Linked DNA regions of Mus musculus: all the other regions are linked to region 7. The links are chromatin contacts, called in public HiChIP or PLAC-seq and promoter capture Hi-C maps. All regions are on one chromosome and are shown on one strand. Each heading gives the region's core, a stretch centred on a gene start, on an enhancer-like site or on the middle of the called end of the contact. The rest is flanking DNA. Distances are from core to core; before and after follow the strand shown.

The links. Promoter capture Hi-C pulls out the DNA fragments that hold promoters and counts their contacts. HiChIP or PLAC-seq counts read pairs in DNA pulled down with a chosen protein or histone mark.
Region 1: an H3K4me3 HiChIP or PLAC-seq map of embryonic forebrain shows a contact between it and region 7, with 5 times the contacts expected there. The contact joins the promoter of Scube1 here to the promoter of Septin3 in region 7. A contact is called at or near these places in 3 of 39 promoter capture datasets (hippocampal neurons, liver and pre-B cells) and 1 of 115 datasets of contacts at active chromatin or transcription factors (embryonic forebrain).
Region 2: a promoter capture Hi-C map of the SN4741 cell line shows a contact between it and region 7, with 4 times the contacts expected there. The contact joins the promoter of 1700001L05Rik here to the promoter of Septin3 in region 7. A contact is called at or near these places in 6 of 39 promoter capture datasets (the 3T3-L1 cell line, HPC-7-derived erythroid cells, the SN4741 cell line and 3 more) and 3 of 115 datasets of contacts at active chromatin or transcription factors (embryonic forebrain, embryonic hindbrain and embryonic midbrain).
Region 3: a promoter capture Hi-C map of embryonic stem cells shows a contact between it and region 7, with 2.7 times the contacts expected there. The contact joins the promoter of Pacsin2 here to the promoter of Septin3 in region 7. A contact is called at or near these places in 5 of 39 promoter capture datasets (cranial neural crest, embryonic stem cells, frontonasal cranial neural crest and 2 more) and 2 of 115 datasets of contacts at active chromatin or transcription factors (astrocytes and embryonic forebrain).
Region 4: a contact with region 7 is called in a promoter capture Hi-C map of hippocampal neurons, with 2.2 times the contacts expected there. The contact joins the promoter of Mpped1 here to the promoter of Septin3 in region 7. A contact is called at or near these places in 5 of 39 promoter capture datasets (the 3T3-L1 cell line, embryonic stem cells, hippocampal neurons and 1 more) and 2 of 115 datasets of contacts at active chromatin or transcription factors (embryonic forebrain and forebrain).
Region 5: a promoter capture Hi-C map of pre-B cells shows a contact between it and region 7, with 3 times the contacts expected there. The contact joins the promoter of Ttll1 here to the promoter of Septin3 in region 7. A contact is called at or near these places in 15 of 39 promoter capture datasets (the 3T3-L1 cell line, the HPC-7 cell line, HPC-7-derived erythroid cells and 11 more), 8 of 484 Hi-C or Micro-C datasets (B cells, the HPC-7 cell line, cerebellum and 4 more) and 6 of 115 datasets of contacts at active chromatin or transcription factors (embryonic forebrain, embryonic hindbrain, embryonic midbrain and 3 more).
Region 6: a contact with region 7 is called in a promoter capture Hi-C map of hippocampal neurons, with 4 times the contacts expected there. The contact joins the enhancer-like site here to the promoter of Septin3 in region 7. A contact is called at or near these places in 5 of 39 promoter capture datasets (the HPC-7 cell line, cranial neural crest, frontonasal cranial neural crest and 2 more).

What each region holds. Positions count from the first base shown.
Region 1 is chr15:83,723,541-83,726,511 of GRCm38.p6, reverse strand. It overlaps Scube1 (signal peptide, CUB domain, EGF-like 1), which reads left to right and starts at 1,473. Exons shown (of 22, transcript NM_022723.3): 1 at 1,473-1,693. The coding sequence starts at 1,606.
Region 2 is chr15:83,365,873-83,369,024 of GRCm38.p6, reverse strand. 1700001L05Rik (RIKEN cDNA 1700001L05 gene) reads left to right here and starts at 1,728. Exons shown (of 4, transcript NR_027980.1): 1 at 1,728-2,035.
Region 3 is chr15:83,463,196-83,466,327 of GRCm38.p6, reverse strand. Pacsin2 (protein kinase C and casein kinase substrate in neurons 2) reads left to right here and starts at 1,722. Exons shown (of 11, transcript NM_001159509.1): 1 at 1,722-1,869.
Region 4 is chr15:83,778,241-83,781,499 of GRCm38.p6, reverse strand. It overlaps Mpped1 (metallophosphoesterase domain containing 1), which reads right to left and starts at 1,477. Exons shown (of 7, transcript NM_172610.3): 1 at 1,393-1,477.
Region 5 is chr15:83,509,287-83,512,235 of GRCm38.p6, reverse strand. Ttll1 (tubulin tyrosine ligase-like 1) reads left to right here and starts at 1,329. Exons shown (of 12, transcript NM_178869.4): 1 at 1,329-1,502.
Region 6 is chr15:83,415,685-83,418,870 of GRCm38.p6, reverse strand. The region is part of intron 1 of Pacsin2 (protein kinase C and casein kinase substrate in neurons 2); the gene reads left to right. Among named protein-coding and RNA genes, the nearest start is that of Gm41368, 32 kb to the right of the region's middle. Within about 2 kb of position 1,435, at least 101 of the 459 cell types and tissues checked have an H3K27ac peak or open chromatin away from gene starts, as enhancers often do. A contact at or near this core is called in hippocampal neurons, where this site is marked.
Region 7 is chr15:82,267,315-82,270,589 of GRCm38.p6, reverse strand. It overlaps Septin3 (septin 3), which reads right to left and starts at 1,788. Exons shown (of 12, transcript NM_001368785.1): 1 at 1,523-1,788. The region is part of intron 2 of Gm52180 (a long non-coding RNA gene); the gene reads left to right.

The sequences.
Region 1 (2,971 bases), core at 224-2,723, 1.5 Mb before region 7:
GACTCACGGGAATCCCAAGCCTCCATCCCCCCTGAATATGAGTGGGGATGAGAGCCCCTGAGGAAGAGACATGAAAAACATTGTGCTAAGAAGTCAGAGTTCCTCTCCCAAACTCCCTCACTCCCCCCCCCCCACACACACACAACACATCTCACAAATCGATTGGTTGCACAGGCGAAGAAAAAAATCTCAAAGCCCTACAGCTGAGAGAAGACAAAATAAGGCGTGGTAACAAGGTCCCCCAAATTAAACTACATGGCCAGGAGCAACCAGGGAAAGAAAATGCATGCAGTGGCCAGGGTAGGAGCCTATGGGGACACAGTAGAGGCCAGAGTTCCACGTTTTCCTCCTTGATTCCATCTGCATAACGTGGAAATGGATCCCTTGCCTTAGTCTCCAAACCATTGCCCTAAGCCCACGGGAAGTCTGGCTAGCAGCAGGAGCCGAGACACATGACTTTAACCTTCTGGGGCCTTGGAGGTGGCTGCAAAAGTGTGTGCTGGGGGCAGGGAGGAAGAAAGAGCCAGCGTGGATGGGAACCGCTGGGCGCAACACTGCACAGGCAGAGTGGACAAAAAGCTAAAACTCTAGTCTTTGAATCTGGAGAGCAGGAGAAAACAGGAGCTCTTATTGGTGGTTGTCAAGGAGATGGGCCTTGGGGTTTGCTGAACTTCTTCAGTGTCCTGCCTCCCTCCGGAGCTGAGAGAGGCCATTGAGTGCCCGCCAGGCCTCAAGGCCGAGGGGTCAGGTGTAGACCCCGAGCTGGGGGAGGATCTGGGCTAGGGAGACCGCGACGCCACGGTTCTCCCGCCTCGCTGGGCCTGTCACCCGAGGATCTGGGCTTCGCAGAGCAACAAGAGCCTGGGTAGAGAGAGGTCACTCAATCCGGCCTGGTCGCGCGTCCATTCACTGGGAGAACGGTTCTAGGCGCGACACGCGCCTGTCCAAGACAAACACTCCTATAACCATTGTCCTTCGGGGCAGTACTGAAAAGTTCCTTTGATTTTGTACGCAAATTCTGAAGCTATCGTCCAGAGCTTTCACTGCTGACTAGTGTGTGGCTGTCCCCAGCGGCACTTGGCATCCAGTAGCGGCTCAATAAATTCCTATGTATTGGCTGCGTGCTCTTAGCATCTTCTTCACCATCCCTGGGTGCCTCTGGGCCTTTCTTCACCTCTACTCCCCCAACAGAGTGTGTGCATATCTGAAGGGAAACAGACACCCTGGACCTCGGGGATCAGCACACAAAGAGGGACTGGGGAAGAGCAGCCTGCGGCCCAGTCCAGGCCCCGGGTGACACCCTGTACCGCGACCCCAGCTCTCTCGGCTCCCACCCCCCACCTGCCGCCGGCCCCGGGAGAGGAGGCGGGCCCAGACGCCCGCAGGCCACGCCACCCGACGCCCACTGGACGGCCTCCCGCGGAGCTCCGCCCCCCACGGCCGCGGGCCAATGAGCGCGCGGCTGTCAGCTTGTCCTGCGCGCCGGCTATGTGGCTGGGAGCCGGAGCGGTAGCGGAGCTCGCTGCAGACAGGAGCGCTCGCGGAGCGGTCGCTCCGAGCGTCCCGTGCCCCGCACGCCAGCACCCGGCGCGGCCCGCAGCGAGCATGGGCGCGGCGGCCGTGCGCTGGCACTTGTACCTACTGCTCGCTCTGGGAGCGCGCGGGCGGCTGGTGGGGGGCAGCGGGCTGCCAGGTAAGCGCGAGGACCCAGGGGGATGAGGGCGCGCGGGGTCCTACAGGCTGCCACCCCGCGCCGTCGGAGGCCGCCCAGCGCCGGATCCTGCCTCCTTGCAAAGTAACTTCTGCGATCGCCCGGGGCGCCCGGGGCCGGCGGGGGCGGGGTGGACTGAGGCCCCGGGAGGGGAAGCGGGAGGCCAGAGGAAGAAAGGAAGCGCGACGGCCGCCTGCGGGGCCCGGCATGCGTACGGAGACGGGCGGGGACCCCCGAACCGAGAGCGGCGCTCCCCCGGGGCCAAGGACTGGGCAGCTGCCGCGTAGGAGATACCCGGAGGTGGTCAGAAAGGACGCGCTGAGACTGGAGGGAAGGTGGGAAGATAGAGGGACAGACGGACAGGAGCCGAGGCGTAGTGGGAACAGACAAAAGGGCCCAGGAAGAAGCCCTCAGAAAGACAGCCGCGGGAGGGAAGAGGGGAGAGGAGGCAAGGGAGGGGAGCGAGGAGGCAGTGGACAGCGGAATGGAGAAAGGCAGATCAAAGGACAGAGAGGAGGAGACAGATGGACACCAGACAGAGAGACGGGAGGACTCGGAGGGGCGTCGCCGAGGGAGGGGGCCGAGTGAGAGAGGAAGGATGGAGATGTCTGGGAAGAGATGGACAGATGGACTGTCAGACAGGAGGGGGAGAAAAGACGGACAGACGTAGGGAAGGAGGTGGATGAGAACACGAATAACAGAACAGACATCAGAGAGAGGGGGCCGGAGGCACAGGCACAGCCTTTGGTCCAGGCAGAAGGAACTGCTAGGTGGGGGTGTCCCTCCGTGATCTGAGTTTCCCGGAAGGGGCTTCCGGGCAAAGCTGCACACCGAGTCTCTCTTTTCACATTCTTCCTTGTTCTCCTTGGAGAGGGCGAGGAGGTTCCTGCCTGTCTTGCTCTCCGGAGAGTCCCACAGAGATCCAGTGCTAGGGAGTTTATGCTAGTCCATGCTACTCCATTGGCGCTGAGTTTTCTTCCATGCGCCCATTCCAGAAGCTGGGTCCTGTTGAGGATACTAGACAGTCCGTGGGCATTTCTCCCAGGTGTTGGGGGTCCTCACTTTTGTGGGACTATCCTGTGTACCTCTCCCTTCCTCTCTGTCCCTCCTAGTGTCTATCCTCTTCTGCCTTTCCTTACCCTCTGTGGAAGTCTGGTGACTCTGGAGCCCTAACAGCTGAATAAGAAAACCAGAGTTGAAGTGAGCAGCCTATATCTGAGGGTTGCACAGGGATCTGCAGTCTGGCTCAGCCAGGCTACC
Region 2 (3,152 bases), core at 479-2,978, 1.1 Mb before region 7:
TGCTCTTCTGAAGATCCTGAGCTGAAATCCCAGCAACCACATGGTGGTTCACAACCATCCACAATGAGATCTGGTGCCCTCTTCTGGAGTGTCTGAAGACAGCTACAGTGTACTTACATATAATAAATAAATCTTAAAAAAAAAAAAAAAAAAAGCTAGGCGTGGTGGCGCACACCTTTCATCCCAGCACTCGGGAGGCAGAGGCAGGCAGATTTCTGAGTTCGAGGCCAGCCTGGTCTACAAAGTGAGTTCCAGGACAGCCAGGGCTACACAGAGAAACCCTGTCTTGGAAAAAGAAAGAAAGAAGGAAAGAAAGAAAGAAAGAAAGAAAGAAAGAAAGAAAGAAAGAAAGAAAGAAAGAAAGAAAGAAAGAAGAAAAGAATAGAAAAGAAAAAATAAAAGAGAAGAGAAAAGAAAAGAAAAAAGAAAAGAGTTAACAAAACAGTGCAGAGGCGCAAAGGGCACCCCTGGAGAAGAAAATGCTGAAAGCCAGGGAGCTGGCAAGCAGCCAGCTGAACTTGACTCTCAAACCTCTTCTTCTACAGCTGCACCCTACCTGAGGCCAGGTTCTCCAGCTACCCCACACCCTTCTAAAAGAGGCACCTGCTTGGAGTTTCAGCCTTCCAGCTACCCCACACCCTTCTAAAAGAGGCACCTGCTTGGAGTTTCAGCCTTCCAGTTACTGGTGTCCTGTAAGCTTGGGGTGGAGCCCAGGTGCTAGCTAAGCTCGTGGGGTGCTGGAAAGATGGCTCATTACTTAAGATAGTCTAAGGCTCTTCCAGAGGGTCACCAGCTCCAGGACTCTCAGATGACCACAAGCATATACACAGATATTCATAGTTAATATCTCATTGGACATATCAGCCACATTCCAGAGAAGCCCCCTCCCCCTTGCTCAGGAGTAGCTGTGATTCCTGGGCTTCCAAGTCCCAGGATACCCTTCCATCCGAGCAGAAACACGGTGGTGATGCATGTCTGTCCTTCCAACACTCGGTTTATGGAGGCAGAAGGATCAAAAAGTCAGCTTCATCCTCAACTACATGAGTTCGATGCTAAATTGGATTACATACGACCCCCATCTCTCTCTCTCTCTCTCTCTCCATATATATATATGTGTGTGTGTATGTTTATGTATATGTATATATGATTTTTATTTCCTGTTACTGTGCTTTGCCTGTATTTATGTATATCTGTACCACGAGCCTATAGTGCCTATTGCCTGTGTGTGGAGGCCAGAAGAGGGTGTGAAGTCCCCCTCCAACTGAGGTTGTCAATGTTGACAATCCAACTTTGGGTCCTCTTGAAGAACACTCAGCGCTCTTAATTACTGAGCGGTCTCTCCAGTAACCAAAACCAAAATTTTCTACAAAAAATAATAACAATAATAATAATAATTTTCTACCACAGATTCAGGGTTTGGCTTTAGCGGAGAATAAAACAGGACCAGTGACAGTACAGCGTGAGGGTAAAGTCCTGCTTTGGCCACCCCTTCGCTTTCTGTAGAGGCGCAGGCGCACCTGAGCACTTGGCGTCTGCGCACGTGAGGGCAGTGAGGGCAGTAAGGGCGGGAACAGAACGAGCGGCACGTGGGCGACGAGCAGGAGGCGGGGCTTGAGGGGGCAGGGCCAGAGCGGCCTGCGCGAGAGGCAGAAGAAGAGTGGCTGGGGCGCTGGGTGTGGGCGGGGCTGGGGGGCGGGGCGTTGGGGGCGGAGCTTACTTCCACGCGCTGTGAGCGCGCGCCCACGGCAGTTGGTCTCTGAGGCGGCGGCGGTAACAGTTAATCTCAGGAGGTCCTGCTCGGTCCGGGCGCCATGCCTCTGGATCGTCAGGTGGCCATGGGGAACCTTGGCAATCAGGACATACTGGCCATCTTCTACCGCCTGCGCTTCGTGCTTAGCAACCACATAGAGGCCGCCTGGCGAGCCCGGAACCCGGCAATGGACGTGGGAGGAGGAGGAGAAGGCGCCCGGTTGGTCAACGGTCGTATTCGCCCACGCGGGTTCTGAGTGACTTGGAGCACTGCTCGCCCTCGCCCGTGAGTAACCCGTCACTGGTGCTCCGTACACGTCCAGTACCCTCACGGGTCTCGCCGAGTTGTAGAGACTTCTGTCTCGCCGAGTTGTAGAGACTTCTGTGAAATCGCGCTTTGGGCTGTGGTTCGTGTCCCCCAGGGGTTTTTTGGGGTTTGGTGGCGTCTCCCCAGGAAAAGTTAACAGCACCTCACTTAACTGGCACGCCTGGTCGCGTCCCCCTCTAGCTGTTGAGCTAGTGCCGCACCCTTGTCACTTTTCTCCACAGGACTCTCCGAGGGTCCTCGAATCATGATTATTTAGAAGTGACCCGCTGGCCTTAAACTACCAATCTTCCGGCCTCAGCCTCTCAAGTGCTGGGATTTTTGGTGTGTGCCACCATGCTGTTTCCATGGAGCTTCCCCTTATTTATTTATTTATTTATTTATTTATTTATTTATTTGAGACATTTTGTCTGTGTAACCCTAACTGTCCCGGATCTCACTGTATAGACCAGGCTGGTCTTGGAACTCAAAGCGCTCTGCCTGGCTCTGTGTGCCACCACCACCCAGTTTACCATAGTGCCTTTTATAACCTAATCTTGAAAATTGTATGTTGTCTTTTTTCCACATTTTACTGGTCACATAGACTACCTTGGTAAAAGAGATTGCACAAAAGGTGGAGGATGATTGGGCAAATGGTCAGTGCAGAGAAGAATCATACCCAAGGGTCTGTCCTGTGAGCTACAGCCACTGCCCAGTGCATTGTAAGGGACAGTGTACCCGCTGGGTACCATCCTGGTCAGCATTCATTTATGTGTTAGGTTTCTTACTGAAGGTTTAGAGGCAAGTAGAGTAGGATATAGCTTACAGACCTAAGTTCTCTTCACTGCACATTACATATACAATAGAGTGTTGCTAATACAGTAATTATATTGATAACTCTCCCTAGGCCCCATGAGTAAGCCCTCATCAGTGCAAAGCCACAGCCTCAAACATGCTAAGCAAGTACCTGACCACAGAGGGCTTATATTACAATTTAAAAATTTTTTATTTTAGGTGTGTTAGGTGGTTTGCCTGCATGTATATCTGTGTGCCTGGTGCTCATGGAGGCCAGAAGAGGGCATCACATTCCTTGGAACTG
Region 3 (3,132 bases), core at 473-2,972, 1.2 Mb before region 7:
TTTTGTTGAGACAGAGTCTGGATATGTAGCCTTGGCTGTCCTGAATCTCACTATGCAAACCAGGCTGGACTTGAACTCACAGAGCTCTGCCAGCCTCTGCCTCCTGAGAGCTGGGATTAAAGGCATGTACCACCATGCCTGGCTATCTCTACTTCTAGACATTGGAATTACTGAGATGATTTTTTTTTTCTTGAAGGAGTCACAGACATCATTGTTAAAAGGGTATTTTACAGGCAATACAGCTAGCCTCTGGGTAATTAAATAAATACATAAATAAATACATATTGAAAATGTTGGTCACTGTAAGGATATGAGTGGGGGAGGTTATTTTATATTTTCTGGGTGGGGGAGGGGCAAGGTCTCATATAGCTTAGGCTGACCTGAACTCTCTATGCAGTTGAGGATGACTGTGAATTCCTGATCTTTCTGCCTCTACCTCCTAAATGCTGAGATTACAGGCAGGTACCACTATGTCCAGCCTGAAAACTGGACTTCCTGTGTAGCTGGGGATGACCTTGAACTCCTGACCCTCCTGTTCTACCTTCCAAGTGCTACCTACTACATCTGCCTTTTCTGTTTTGTTTTGTTTGCAGGGAGGTTGAGGCAGGGTCTTACTATATATTCCAGGCTGACCTTACCTTTTTTTCTTTCTTTCTTCCAATTACTCGGTTGCGTAGGCTGCCTGGAGCTCTCAGCCATTCTCCTGTATCCGCCTCTTGAGTACTGGGATTACAGACACTAGCCACTGTCTGCCACCATTTACTCTTTACTCCATACAGTTCCCAGAAAGTTACCTGCTGTCAGTTTCTCAGACCCTCACCCACGCATCGCTTACTGTCCTCCTGGCCGGGACTGTGTGAGGTAGTGCTCAGCGAGGTATTAGCCGTTTTGGCTCATTATTTCTCTTTGCTCATAGGGCCAACCTCCTATCTGGCAGCGCTATGTGAGAAGCAGAAAGTCTGTATATTGTCTGGTGCTCTGATGGCCATATCGGCATCCTCTGGAGGGAAGTCTCTCCACCCCACTTCCTCTTCTTTTTTGTGTTTTTGGTTAGCCTGTAACACACTATGTAGACCACAGTGGCCATGAACGCAGAGATCCACCTGCCTCTGCCTCCTGAGTGCTGGGATTAAACGCGTGCGCCACCATCCCTGGCTTGGAGGAAACTTTCTTTAAAAAAAAAAAAAAATTGTGTGTATGAGTGTTAGCATGTCTGTACCTCGTGCGTGCCTGGTACCAACAAAGGCCAGAAGAGGGCGTCAGACAGATAACCCTCCAACTGGAATTTCAGATCAGGGTAAGCCTCTACGTACTAGGTACTTGGAATGGAATCCGGGTCCTCTAGAAAAGTAGCAATTTCTCCAGATCCGAGGAAACTTTCTCAAAGTCCACCTTATCTGAATTATAGATCAGGGACCGCAGTTGTTCTGGGTGCTAGGGAAACCACAAAACTCTGGCCCACTTTAAAAAAAAGTCCTTTAGTCCCGGTCCTTTGGGCGTCTCCCAGGGAGTGACCCGTGTTGGCCTCTCAGCGGCTTAAGTAGTAGCTCCTCGTTTGACTGACAGGAAAGGCCGCTAATGCTAGCCCAAGGTAGTTCCTTTAGCTTCTGGGGGGGCGTGCCGCCTCCGCTTTAGACTATCCAATCTGGAGCGCCGCTGGGCCGAAGGGCGGGGTCTGGATGCAGGCAACCAATAGGGCGAGCACAGCGGGCGCGGCGGGGGCGGCGCGGTCGCGGCTGGCGGCAGAAGCGGCTGCGGCGGGTCTGGGCAGGGCCGGGGAGCTCGGTTGGAGCGGAACGGGAAGGGGTCGGAGTCGCAGCCCGGCCGGGGCGGCGTGCTCAGTGGGACCCGAGGCGAACGGCGGCCGAGGTGAGGGGTGCGCCGCGACGGTTGGGACACGGGTCGGTGGCCGCGCCTACCCCTGTCAGGCCGCGCTGGGGCCGAGCGCGCGGGGCCGCGCCGCTCGAAACTTCTAGTCCGCGCGCGGGGGGCCACGCGCCGGCGGGCGGAGCCCGGGAGGCCCGAAGGGCGGCCGGAGCGGACGAGTCCCACGCGGACGCACTCATGGGGCGCTTTGCAGACTCTTGCCTTCCATTTCCGTCCTCCCCACACTCTGTGACCGCCGTGGTGAGAGCCAAGCCTGACCGGTGAACACGAACTAGGGGTGTGAGGCGAGACAGGAAAGGCTGCATGCTGTCCTTTTTGACTTTCATAGTTTTCGAGACTCAGTGGATCCGAATCGTCAATTCCCTCCTACCTCCCGTGGGGGCTCTAGAGCCGCGTTCTCTTCTCTTCCCAAAGACCCCAGGCTTGCGGACCCCCTCTGAGAAGGTCCACTTTTCTTTTTTTCCAGGAGTGGATCCAGAGGAGCTGGCTAGGGATCTCAAGGCCTTAGAGGTTAGACCTGGAAGTAGACACGCCCCAGGGGTGCTGCGTTCTTGTTGGCCCCTTGAGGGAAGATAGTTTTGGTCCGGGCTGTGTGCACCATCCCTGGCCCTTGTCGGCTTCCCTTGACCGCAGCTGTCCTTAGGTTTAGTGATGAAGGGGGAGTAGGTTGCTGACAGTCTCCAGGGCTACTCATTAGCGGTTTAGCAAAAACACTTCTGCACTGTCCTGATGTAAATCTATTTAATCCCGAGTTGTGGACGTGAGCTCACACCTTCCTACCCCCTGCAGGTTTTCCACTTTGCTTAAGTTCTGGTCTTGCACCTCTGGGATTGTCAGCTTGGAGCCCCTGGTGAAGGGATCAGCCAGGTGAACTGGGTTCTGTGTTAGCCTCCCTCTTCCGTCCCTGGGCGCTCAGATTCACTTTTCCACAGAAGTCCGGATTTGAGAGTTAGCGTAGTTGGGGGTTCTCCTGACTTTCCTGGAACACTCTAGTCTGTGCATTTACACTGAACTGTAGAGTTTGGCAGTCTCCTTGGTGAAGCTATGCTACTTTAGCCGTGAGGCCACTACATGAAAAACTTGTGTGATGTGTGCAGTTTAGAGGCTTTAAAGAAACTGATCATTGGGCTGATGGATATTTATTACTTGGGAAAGTAGCTGAGCACAGAGGAGTAGCTGACTGATTAGATCTGCTCTCTCTGTGCAGGATTTTTAAAGACTCATTGGACTAGAAATGGTATTTTA
Region 4 (3,259 bases), core at 228-2,727, 1.5 Mb before region 7:
GTATGCATGCTCCCACAGAGCAGTCCCCTGCAGACTGCGCCTCGACTCATTCCAGACGCCTCCCTGTGACCACCAGCTCCAAAGCCTGGTGTTCTCCTCTGCCTGGGTACCCTACCCAGATGGTCTCCTAATGCCTTGGCTTCTAGCTGAGATGGAGCAGTCACCCCAAAGCCTGTCCAGACTCCCCCCAAGGCATTTTTAGTCATGTGCCAAATACTACTGAAGTTGTTTTAATTTTCCTTTGGCCAAGGCTAGTTGGGGTGTTAATATGGTTAGTGACTGATCCCCACCCCCAACACCCCCCTAATGTAGCTGATCCCTGCTAGCAAGTCTGCCACAACCATTCATAAACCGGCAAGGAGCCCAACCATTCAATGGTGCCTCACTTTTGTTCGCCGGGTTTAATTTTATAATTGTTAACAGTTCGTTCTCCTCCCAGCCATTCAGGGGAAGAAGTGGGGGGGGGGAGGGCTGCAATTCTGAAAGGATGCTGAAGGAGAGGGGACAGTCCAGTAGTGAGGAGGAGACAATCCTGCCAGACTAGCTGGACATCCAGGTCCAATGTGCTCTGTGTCCTGACCTCAATGAACCACTGAGCCTGGGCCCAGAGGGTCAAGAGAGGATGGAGTCTCCAACCCCTAAGACTGGCCTCCTAGTCTCTTTCACATAACATCACTCCTCTGCCCCTGCCTAAACCCAGGAAGGCTGTGTTTGAATTCTCTCTCCCGTAGCATGTCCCAAAATAAACACACAGAGGCACCTTTCGGCTTGGGCACTCCATGAAATACTGTCCTGAAGGACTGGGTGCTGTCTGATTAGTCACTGAAGCCTCTGAGGGGGCACAGCAGAGAGCAGTAAGTGTGTTGAATGAGTGAAGGAAGGATGATGGATTGATAGATGGGTGGATGAATGGACGACACATGGGTGTTAGTGAAGTTCCCGGCAATACCCAGCAAAAGTAGCCACTTGACCAGCATCCGTCCCCTTCTCACCCCTCACCTCCAAGTGTCAGCAGAGGCTGGCAGCACACAGTAGGCTCTCCACAACAGGAGGTGGCTATTGTTACCACCCCCATCATCACTTGCACCCCACCAGCCCTCTCCTCCCACCGGCTACTCCAACAGCAGTCAGCGGCAGTCGACCAGCCTGGGAAAAGTTTCGCTGACCGCGCGGCCCCGGCCGAGCCCCCTCCCGCCAGCCCCGGCCCCGCTGGCTGCGCAGCGGCGGTAGCCGACCCGGGGCCGCGCGCCCGGGGCAAGGCAGAGGCGGCCAAAGTAACTTTACGGGCGCCGCGGGGCCCCCCGGGTGCGGGGACAGGGTCCCAGCCGCGCCCCCTCCGGCCCGCCGCCCGCGCCCAGCCCCGCTCGCACTCCCGGCCCGGCCGGGTCCTACCTGGCCCCGGGCTCCTCTTCGGCGGCCGCGAGCAGCAGCGCGCGCGGAGGGCGGCGGGGGCCCGGCTCCCGCGAGGGCGGCGCGCAGGGGCGGGGGCCTCTGCGCCGCGCGGCCGAGGCTGCGAGTGGGAGCCAGACTCCTCCTTCGCGGGGCGGGGGGCTCCCCGCGCCCCCTCCCCCTCCCCCGCCCGGCTCCGCGCCGCCCCGGCCCCGCGCGCCGCCGCGCCGCTCCGCCCGCGCGCCCGGGCCCCGCAGGAGCGCGATCGCGGCCTCGGGCCCCGGCCCCGCGCGCCCTCCCGCCCGGGTCCCGGCCGCCCCGGCCGCGCCTGGGGCCTCGGCGCCCTCCCGGGCCGGGAGCCCGCATCCCGCCGCTCAGGGGCCGCCCCGCGCCCTCTCCACGCAGCCCCTAGCCCCGGCCGCCGAGCGCCTGGAGAGGGGAGCGGGGCGGGGCGCCCTCACCTCCGGAGCCGCGCGCCGCGCTAGGCACCGCGTGCAGGGGCATGCGTGGCTCCTTCTCGGTGCCCGGGCACCCGCTCCGCGGTTAGGACCCCAACCTGGGGCCACCGGGGTCTCTGTCCATAGAGAGATGCGGACACCTCCCCCTCCCTCAACTGGATCAGGCCAGGGTCCTCTTGTTGAGCCCCTTCTGACTCCCGGTCTCCCAGCCTGGTCTCCTGGGTGGCCCACAGTGGCCTCACCTAGAAACCCAGTACGGGCAGGTAAGCCAGTCTGGAAGGCAGAGGACCTAGTGCTAGGTTTCCAGGAGGCCCTGTCCCGGGAGGCAGAGAGAATGAGACATAGAGGTCTCTCCAGTGCAAAGTTTGAGAGGCCAAAGACCCCCGACCCCTGACCAGGATAAAAAGGAGTCCACAGGGCCTAGCTCTGTCCTGGGCCTCTCCCCACAATGGAACTTAGGAGGGAAGTCCACCCAACATCCCTTAACCAGTATTTGTGGGTTCTACTTGCTTATCACAGAGCCTACCATCTCTCTCAGATGATTAGGGTCAGACCCGCAAGGGCACCTCAGTTGGCACTTGGGGCTTGGGTTGCTCTGAAGGAGAACCCAGTCTTGTGAGAGAGGCAGAGGGAGATATGGCACGTGTGGGAAGAGGGGACAGCCACCTGGGGTGGCTTCCTGAAAGTGGAGATGCTACATGGGGTAAGATCATGCCCAGGCTGGGGAAAAAAACCCTTCTAGATAGAGGCTGGTACAGGCCAGGGTCCTGGGCAGGGTGGGATGCTGAGGCTCTGTGGAGCTAGAAGAAAAAGAAATGGAGGTAAGGTTCTTGGGCGCTTGGCTAAGCCCATGGAGTTTGCTAGGGTGTTAGGGAGCCGTTGAAGGTTATGGCCAGGCCTTGCTATGACCAAGCTTGTGCTTTGAGAGAACTCATTCCAGCATCCCAGACAGGGAGTAGGTCTGGTTAGGAAGAGGCTAAGGAGGAGAAACTGATGGTGCAGAGCTCTCTCCCAGTGGGACCCCATAACTCACCCTGTAGACCCTTCCCTCCTAAGACTACAACACCACTTTGTGCTTCAGAGAACATCCCTGCCTACCTGAGAGACAAGGCTGCAGCTCAGGACATCAGCAGGCTCTCCCTGCTGCCTGCCAAGAACAATGGCACAGCTGGGCATGGCCTTTAGGGGACAAGAGCAGAGACAGAAGACATTCTTGTGACTGTTGTCCCCCCAAAGGCTGGATTTCTCCCAGAGCTCAGTTCCCAGAATACCATCTCTTACTGTGCATCTATTGAGCACCCACTGTATGCCTGGCACTCAGCCTGTTTGGAACCAAGTGTGAGCTTGCCACCAAGAACCCGTCATCACCTGCATCACCTCAGACCCAGGCACTCAGCTTGAACACACCCTGC
Region 5 (2,949 bases), core at 80-2,579, 1.2 Mb before region 7:
ACAAAACAAAACATACCGTCTGGACAAATGCTTCAAATCCTTTGGGAGGGCCCCTTGTTGTCACTACATGCCGAATGAAATGTTCACATTACATTACAACTTCAGAAACACGAGTTAATCGTCATCTCTGATTTCTGGATGGCAAAGTGGAGTGTCAGTAGGAGACAATGGCTAACCCTGCCCCGCACCTGCTTGGCCTCCAGATGCCTAGCTCAGTCTGTCATCTTGTATCCTGTCTTTTTTTTTTTTTTTTTTGGACTTAATTTTCATTTTTAAATTTTATTCGTGTGTGTGTGTGTGTGTGTGTGTGTATGTTTAGCCTACACATATTTCAATGCACCATATGCGCAGTTAACAGAAGGTTGTGAGCCACTATGTGGGTGCTGGGTATTGCCCTTCTTTGGAAGAGAAGTCAGTGCTCTTAACTGCCAAGCCATCTCTCCAGTCCTATTTTTATGTTTTTATCATGCGTGTGTGCACGAATGTTTTTTACATGTGTGCAGGGGCCCATGGAGGCCATTGGCTTCCGGTTTCTGATCCCGAGTTGGAGTTACATGCAGGTGGTTGTGGGGAGCCTGGCATGGGTGCTGGGAACTGAACGTGGGTCCTATGCAATAACACAGCACGTTTTTTTAAACCTCTGAGCCAATTTCCAGATTCTTTTTTTTTTTGGTTTGTTGGTTTTTTTTTTTTTGGTTTGTTTTTTGTTTTTGTTTTTCGAGACAGGGTTTCTCTGTGTAGCCCTGGCTGTCCCGGAACTCACTCTGTAGACCAGGCTGGCTTCGAACTCAGAAATCCGCCTGCTTCTGCCTCCCAAGTGCTGGGATTAAAGGCATGCGCCACCACTACCCGGCTTCACTAATTTCTTAATAACATTTATTGTGTGTGGGCGTGGGGAGGGGGTGCGTTCAACATGGCACACGAGTGGAGATCAAAAGACTACTTGTAGGTATCTGTTCTCTCCATCCATCACATATGTAGGTCCCGGGAGTCGAACTGAGCTGATAAGGCTTGGCTGCAAGCACCTTTATCCGCTGGCCCTGGCCCTTACAACTCTCATTTCTGGCCCTGAAGGGTGCGCGGATAGGATACCTTGCGCTTTCTAGCCTCTAAGCGGTGGATAGATAACTCGCAGAAAAATACCGAGGCAGGAAAGAAGGTGTCACAACCATGGACAGAAAAAATAATCAGGAAGCAGTAGCGCCAGCGGTTTTCGCGTTCTCGGTTGCTAGGACACCTCTCCGGAAGTGGAGTGAGCAAGGCGGACTGGTTGCAGTAGAGAGGACGGGCGGGCGGGGTCTTGTGCGCCGTGGGCGTGGCCGCGCGTGGAGATTGCGCACGCGCAGGCGGGCTTGCCCGTGAAGGATCCGGGCGGTTTAGCTTCTGCTACCCAGTCCGTGTCTCCGCTGCTCAACGTCGTTTTCTCTGTTGATATCCTGGGACTTGCCTTGTGCCTTCAACTGCTGTAATTGCATCATTATCTTTCTTACCGGCTATTCTAGGTAGGCTTTCAGTGCATCCACAGCCTGTATTGTTTGAGGTGGCATCTGTTGGGGGAGGTTGGGGGGCGCCGCACCTGTACGGGGAGCTCAAGGCTGCTCTACTTGCTCCTCTGCAAGACTGCACCGACCCGAGATGTTGCCCTCTTTGTTAGGAGGGGGATCTGGGAGTTGTGGTCCTCTGTGGAGCCCGGGCGGGGTGGGGTGGGGGGGGGGTGTTGCAGGGACTGCGTCCTCAACTGGACGCAGGAAGTATAGCCTTGCAAACCAAGTTGGTCTTGGTAAAACAGGCTTTGTTTGGGAAACACTTAATGAGCATAAAACAGTGATGTCATATGGCGGCACAAAAAGAGAAGCCCTGCTGTGCTGTCAATGAATGGGAGATACTAGTAGACAGCCACTTTAGGTCATGGCACTGTCTACCTACAGTGGTGTGGAGAGGAGTGGAGGTCATGGATGTGCAGTATTATATACTATTTTCTTTATTTAAATAGTCTTCATTATTTAATTTTTAATTATGTGTATATGTTTGTGTCTCAGTGCGCGGGGGTGGGGGTGGGGGTGCACGTGAGTGTAAGTGCTGGTGGAAGCCAGAAGAGGGCGTATGGGAGCTCCTTGGAGCTGGAATTATATACAGAAGGTTGTGTGCTGAGTGCTGAGGACCAAACTTATGTCCTCCGCAAGAGCAGGACTGGGTCTTACAGCTGAGCCATCTCTCCAGCCATTTAGGTCTTATTTTCTTAGAGATAGCTTCCCCCCGCCCCTTTCATTGAAAGCTTGTTGGAAAAGAATATAGATACTGGGAATCCTGGTGTCGTCGTGACGTCACTGACCCTGATTTGTAAAAATGTCAAAGTGTGGGAAGCAGGGACCTTGCTTTCTGAGGCTGGACACAGAAGGGTGATGAGACTCTGGTGAGTTCTCATCTTGCTGTTCCTAGGAAGGCTGCCTTGACTCCTGTCTGCGGCTGTGATCACAGCAGAGGTTGAAGCTCTTTGGAGTACTCCAACAAGCAAGTGTTCTGAGCTGCCCATCTTCCCCCGAGTCGCATTCTGCATGTTCCTAGGAAGCCAGGTCTTTATAGGTGATTGTTGCTGGTTTCTCCACCATGGAGGGCTGGGCTTCCTCTCATTCACTGACTGGCTTGAGTAGCACTTATCTGCTCCTCCACAGAGGGAATTTATTTGGGGGTTTCATGTAGCTCCGGGCTGGCCTGGAATTCCCTATGTAGCTGAGGATGACCTTAGATTTTTGATCCCCTTGCCTCTGTTTCCCAAGCACTGGGATTGCAAGCCAGTGCCACCATGCAGGACTCCACTTATTTTTTATCATTATGTATATGTGGACACACTTGTACTACGTATGGCCCATGGATGTCAGACGATAACGTTGTAGATTTGGTTCCCACCTTTATGTGCCTTCCAGGAATCAAACTCTGGGCACCAAACTT
Region 6 (3,186 bases), core at 186-2,685, 1.1 Mb before region 7:
ACTTGGTGTGAGCCTTGGCACATAGCACAGTCTGGCAGAAGGAGCTTTGCTGAGGCCCTCTGAAGCCTGCTGCACAGAGAGCAGCAGCTGTCCTGTGATGCCTGCTTTTCCTGTAAGAATCAGGAAAAGGAAGGTCATGTCTGTCATTGGCAGTGGTTCCAAAGGTGTGAGGCTTTAGCAAGTACTTTGTGCTTCAAGCTTTCCTTTTGGGCTTCAGAACCATCTTCATTTTCACTGTCAACCTCGATATTCTCTAATCATGTCTGCTCCTTTCTGACAGGAAACAGTTTAGAAACTAATCTTCCCAGAGCTATCTCAATTATTTGCCTGGTTTCAAAATCACTATTCTGTTCAGTTTAAATGCCATCAGTTCTTAGTGTTGATGTGAGACAAGCATTTAGCAAAATGAAGTAATTTATTTTCTGCATGTGTATGGATTGAGGTAGGTGAACTGAGTGAGGAGGCTGCTGCGTGGGTGTGGCTTTGTTTTGAAGGTGTTGGGAAGGTTGAAGAAGTGCAGGATTGCCTGAGATGAGCCAGACACGCCTATGTGACTGGTCTCTAAGGGGTGCTGGACCTTCTTGTTGCTTGGTTCTGCGGATTGAGGGGGTGTCTTGCCTTGGGATGGCTCTTCATGCTGGCATGGCTCCCACCTTCACTAGGATGGTAGAGAAGGGATTGACCCTCACACCAGGCCTTGCAGGGTGAATCAGAGTTGACCATAAAGAGCAGTCTGGGACAGCAGTGTGTCACCTTGGTGGTTGGTTGTTCACATAGGCTGAGGCCACTAAGGGTTTTCTGTCATTGAGAGCAGTTAGTGTGAAGATGAAGGATGCGTGCATGGCCAAGAAGCGGTCATTCTGGCAGCGAGCACATGAGTGAGAGCCTTCAAGGTCTCACCTTGTGGCTGAGTCTGGGCTGTCTGTCAGATGCGCTGCCGTGGGTATCAGTGTCACACACTCAGCCCTGGTTCTGCTTTAGAATTTCTTCTTTGTTGAAGTACTTTGCATGAATGTTCGTCTCTGTACTCCTAACTCTAAACATGTAAGATCTTACTCATCTAGTAAAATTAGAGCTCAGGGCTTCTCTTTACCCTGTCTTGTTTCCCGGCTAGGGAAAAAGCCTGGGAGACGAGTCTGTTAAGGAGCGTTGTCCTCTCAGCAGCGAGGACAGTGAGTCACTGCAGCTCTTTGCTGGTATTTTGGTGCCAGTTTATTTTTGAACAGTTCTGTGCAAGCAGAGTCTCCTCGTGGTTCTGTTACTAAGGCTCCATAATATTTCCGTAGGGCTTTGTGCTCATGCTTGCATATGCTTCTGACTGCTCTGTGTGGGCTGAGTCCCCTGGTCAGGGTCGGCAGCACTGTTTCTCCAGCTGCAACAGCAATTTTCTCTCAGTGGGAAGAGTCTGTTGTTGCAGCACTTACAAATGTTGGGAAGGAGCTGGTCTGGGACAGATGCTGCAGCGGCTCAGGGATGGTAGACCTCCAGTCCCTCCTCCGACTTGAGCCCTTGCTCCAGCTTTCCTGGTTGAGGGCACAGGCAGGCAGGTTGGCTTGGGAGATGTTGGTGCTGTGTGCCTAGCAGGCCCTTGGTTCTTGAGAACCTAAAACATGAGCCATTTTTTTTCTCTTGTACTTTGTTTAGAAACAACCTCACATTGTAGTCCAGGCTGACCTGGAACTCATCACTTAGTAGCTGAGGCTAGACTTGAGCTTGTAAGCACTTGTAGAAATCTTCCCCCGCCTCTTGAGTGTTGGATTGCTGGTATGAGCCACAATGCCTGTTTTAGTTATTCTTGTTAGCCATTTATCTTTGGACTTAATCAAGGTCTTAAAGAGCCTGTGTGCTAATCCTGGCATTCTGACCACATTTACTTTGCTTTCTGGTCCATGAATTAGGGGCTTTTCTATAAGGTTCTTTTCTGCACTCCAGCTTTTTTTTTTTTTTTTTTTACATTGGAAAAGATGTCAAATTATCTTTATTTGTAGATGATAAGATAATAAGATAAGAACATAAGTGTTCTTTCTTTTCATAAAGGAAATACTACTATAAGTTAAATCAGATATTGACCCTCATACACTAATAGCAGAATGCTTAAATACCCCACTCTTGACAATAAATAGGTCATCCAGACACAAACCCAAAATACTAGAGCTAACTGATATACCTAACATATATTTACAGAATATTTTACTTAAACACAAAAGAATATACCTTTCTCTCAGTACCTGACTAAACTTTCTCCCAAACTGACTACATACTCAGGTATAAAGCAAGTTTCAGTAAACATAAGAAAATTAAATAATGTCCTGCATCTTATCTAGCCACCGTGGACCAATATTAGATATCACCAATAACAGAAAGCTTACAAGTTCATAGAAACTGAACAAAGTTCTACTGAATGTAAAATTGGTCAAGACAGAAATTACGAAAGAAATGAATACACAACATACCTAAAGTCATGGGACATAAAGAACATTGTTCTAAGTACTAAGTGGCAAATTAAAAAAAGGGGGGGGGTGTCTCATACTAGTAACTTCAAAGCACACCTCAGAGCTTTAGAAAAAAAAGTATCACACTGCAAATGAGCAGATCAAAATAAATAAGCCTAGGACTGAGATCAGCAAAATAGAAACAATAAGAAAACATATTTAAAGAAAACATGTGTCAAGATTTGACAATTAGTAAGATCGACAAAATTTTTTTTTTTTTAAAGATTTATTTATTTATTATATGTAAGTACACTGTAGCTGTCTTCAGACACTCCAGAAGAGGGAGTCAGATCTTGTTACGGATGGTTGTGAGCCACCATGTGGTTGCTGGGATTTGAACTCTGGACCTTCGGAAGAGCAGTCGGGTGCTCTAACCCACTGAGCCATCTCACCAGCCCGACAAAATTTTTTTAAAGTTAATTAAAAGCTGAACAGAGATCTAAATTAACAACATTAGAATTAAATAGGGGGGTTAACAGCAGAGACCAAAGAAATCCAGAAGAATCAAGGACAGACTTAAAAACCTGTACTCTGCCAAATTGAAAAAATGTAAAAGAAATAGATAACTGTCTTCATAATATGACTTATCAAAGTTAAATCAAGATCAGATAAATAATTTATTCATATGTATAACCCCTAGAAAAATAAAAGGTGCACTCCAGCTTTTAAAGAAAGTGTGTTTCCTAGATGGTTT
Region 7 (3,275 bases), core at 539-3,038:
GGGCAGTGGGTCAGGGATGAGGTTGGAAAAGGCTGCCTGGGGGCAGGGAGTTGAGAGAAAAGGGGGTCCCCAGCTCGATGATCCAGTGTTGACAGGTGACAGGTTGACAGGTAGTCGAACCATACTCCCCAAGGTGGTCTCCAGGGTCCCCAGGGGGCTGACTGGTGCTGCCTCTGGGACAAAGTTATCTCCATTACTTTCAACACCACAGGCCAAGACTGGCCGGGGGGGGGGGGGGGAGGGCAGGGGAGAGGCGGGGGAGGTGAGGGCTGCCAGTAGAGAGTGGTATCGCATCCGTCTCTCTGAAGTTTGGAACAGGAGAAGCAGGATGCAAGGGGGCTCTTGTTCTGCCTTAAGGGATGGCTTTAGCCTATCATCTCTGGCCATGTATTTCTCTCAACTGTCCAGCCTCTCTGCCTCTTCTCCATTAGGCATATCCCTGCCGCCCTGACCTCTCTTGCCCACTGTTCCCACCACATGCACCTGGGCACACCGTGTTCACCCTTCGCTTAGCCACAGACCCAAGGACCAGAACTCCTGAGGTCACCTTGTTCTTGTGTCACTAGATCCTTGCCTCCTCAGTGAGCCCCGTGTCCTGTGAACACCTTGGTTCTACCCTCCCCACATACCCACACACACACACACACACACACACACACACAAACAGGCAGGCACACCTACCTGGATCAGAAGACAGAAAAGAAGCCGGTGGTTTTCAGTCAAGGAAGCTGACCTCTTGCAGACCCCACCCACTCCTCTGCACCCAGAGGCTAGCCATGTGGCCGGGCTCAGAGACCTCTCTTCTCTGGGTCCTCTCTTGAGCTTTCACTAAGCCTCCTGATCATAGTCCACTAGCTGAGGGCCCAGTTCTCCCCTGACCTGTCCCTCTCGCTGGACTGGGCTCCGGGCAGGGAGGCTCTGGCCTCTTGAGAGTGGGTGGCAGTGAATGGCTGCTCTGAGTCTCTGGAATCCTACAGAGCTATGGGCGTCAGCCAGCTGAGCTGCCCTATACGCGCAGAGCCACCTAGGGAGGGGATGGCACATAACCCATGTGTCCTTGTCTCCAAGACTGGACCCTTGAGAAGTGTCACCAGTAAGAGAGAACTGAGCTACTCCAACGGTGATGTCCCTGTTTGTCTCATGCCCTCCCACTTTCCCTCTGCAACCACCTAAGACTTTGCTGACCCCAGGGCCATCTGTGTCCATGCTCCTGCGGTTGTGCTTCATGTTGGGATTTCTGTGTATACAACTGTACCCTTCAAATCCATTCTCTGAGACCCATCCTGCTTCAGACAGATCCTCTGCTAAGTAAGACTCGGGGTATGAAGCTAGCCAGCCCCGGGCCAGACCTCAAAGAAATCCACAGACCTACCCCAGCTGTCTCTGGTGAGGCAGATCCTCAGCAGCCTGTGGCCACTGGGCTAAGAACCTTTTCCTGGGTTCCCCAGCACCAGGCTGCTCTGTCACATGATAGTATGAGAAGGACCGTGGTGGGAAGAGACGCCATTGGCTGGGTACTTACTCTGTGCCAGGGACTGAGCCAGGCTGGAGAAACTCAGAGTCTTCTGCCAAAGCCAGGCCCGTAAGCAGATGGGCACAGCATCTCAGCCACAGAGTGCAGGCCACAGACGTGCCCTAAACACTCACTCTGAGCCAGGAGCCAAGCCCAACGTTCTCTTGGCATGTCCTCGACCCATCATCTTGCCACTTCCTTTCTGCCATACCCCACAACACTGGGGGCTCTGGCCTGCTTTCCTGTGAGCTGCTCGCCTTGGCGAGTGAGCTTCTGGCCGGCCAATAGAACTTTCTGTGATAATGGAAATGTTCTATGTGTCCACTGTCCAATAAAATAGCCACCAGCCACAGGCGGCTCCCGAGCACTTACCACTATTCTATGATGACCAAGGACCTGGATTTTTTTTTTCAATTTTATTTCATTTGAATGTCCATCTACCATATTGGACAGCAAAGTCCTGAAAGACGCAGATCTTATCCTTCTCTGGGTCCCAGGGCCTAACAAGAATCACTCAGCATGTTTCTCACAGTGACTGAATGATGAACGTGTGGGCCCAGGATCCTCTTCTCTTCTCATCCCATTCTCATCCCTCTGAGCCTTAGGTTGCCATAGCTGGCTATGCCCTGGTTACCAGGCAACCTGCAAGCAATCACAGTGGAGGGGGAGGGGCGCTGTCTGAGTTCTTTCCCCTCCCTACATGTTTTGAGGCCCTGAGAAAAGAAAGAGGTGGCAAAATCAGCCTGGACACCCTGGGGAGCCGGCTCTGTAGGGCCTACACTGCCTTATTACCTCCTGGAGATCAAGCAGCTGGGTGGGGCTGAAGTCAGGGGCCCTGGGTTCTCCTTGCCTGACCACTCATTATAAGACTCCTGTCCAATAGGCCAGGAGGTGGTGGCACACACTTTTAATCCCAGCACTAGGAGGTAGAGGCCGGTATCAGTAAGTTCCAGAACAGCCAGGGCTTTACACAGAAATCCTGTCCCGGAAAAAAACAAGCAAACAAAAAAACCAAACCTAACAACAATAACAAAACCCTCCTAGTTCTCAGCTGTCTTCTCAGTTAGAGATTAGATGCCCTGAAGTGATTTCTTCCAGCCTGAAGATCTAGAATCCACCCCGCCTCCCTCCTTTCAGAGCAAGACCCGCGTCCCATCCATCTCTGTCTTTCGCCTGCTGGTCTGCCTCCTTTCCCTCCAGGGTTGACTGACCATCTCTGAGCAAACCTCTTGTCATTTTTTCTATCTGCAGCCGCTGTAGCCGAGACATTTGTACTCAGCGTCATGTATATAGGTATAGAATACAGTCCTATACATCGAGTACTTACTGAGAATAATTCAAAGGAATTGATCCATTTTGCCTGGGGATTGGTATAGTGACAGAGCTCCCGGCTGACGTGCATAAAACTCTGAGTTCAGTCCCCAGAGCCACAGAAACAACAAAACAGAATAACACCAAATAGATAACATTAATTTGAAAAAAAGAAATTTATTTTAAAATAATTCTTTGGTACACGTAAAAGTTTACCATTTGTTAAAGACAAAGGCAAATTTGCATATTAATGAGGTAGAGATGTTCGTTTGTTTTTATGAAACTAAATCTTAGCTGTTTCAGTGGGTTTTTTCCTAGAACTGATGGATATTTTGATTGTATCATTGGCAATGCTCAGACTGCCATTTTGCATAAATTAAAATAATAGCAAATGGCCTGTATTCAGAAATTGTTAGAAATGTGTTACCCTACTCCCAAGTCAGATCTCCCT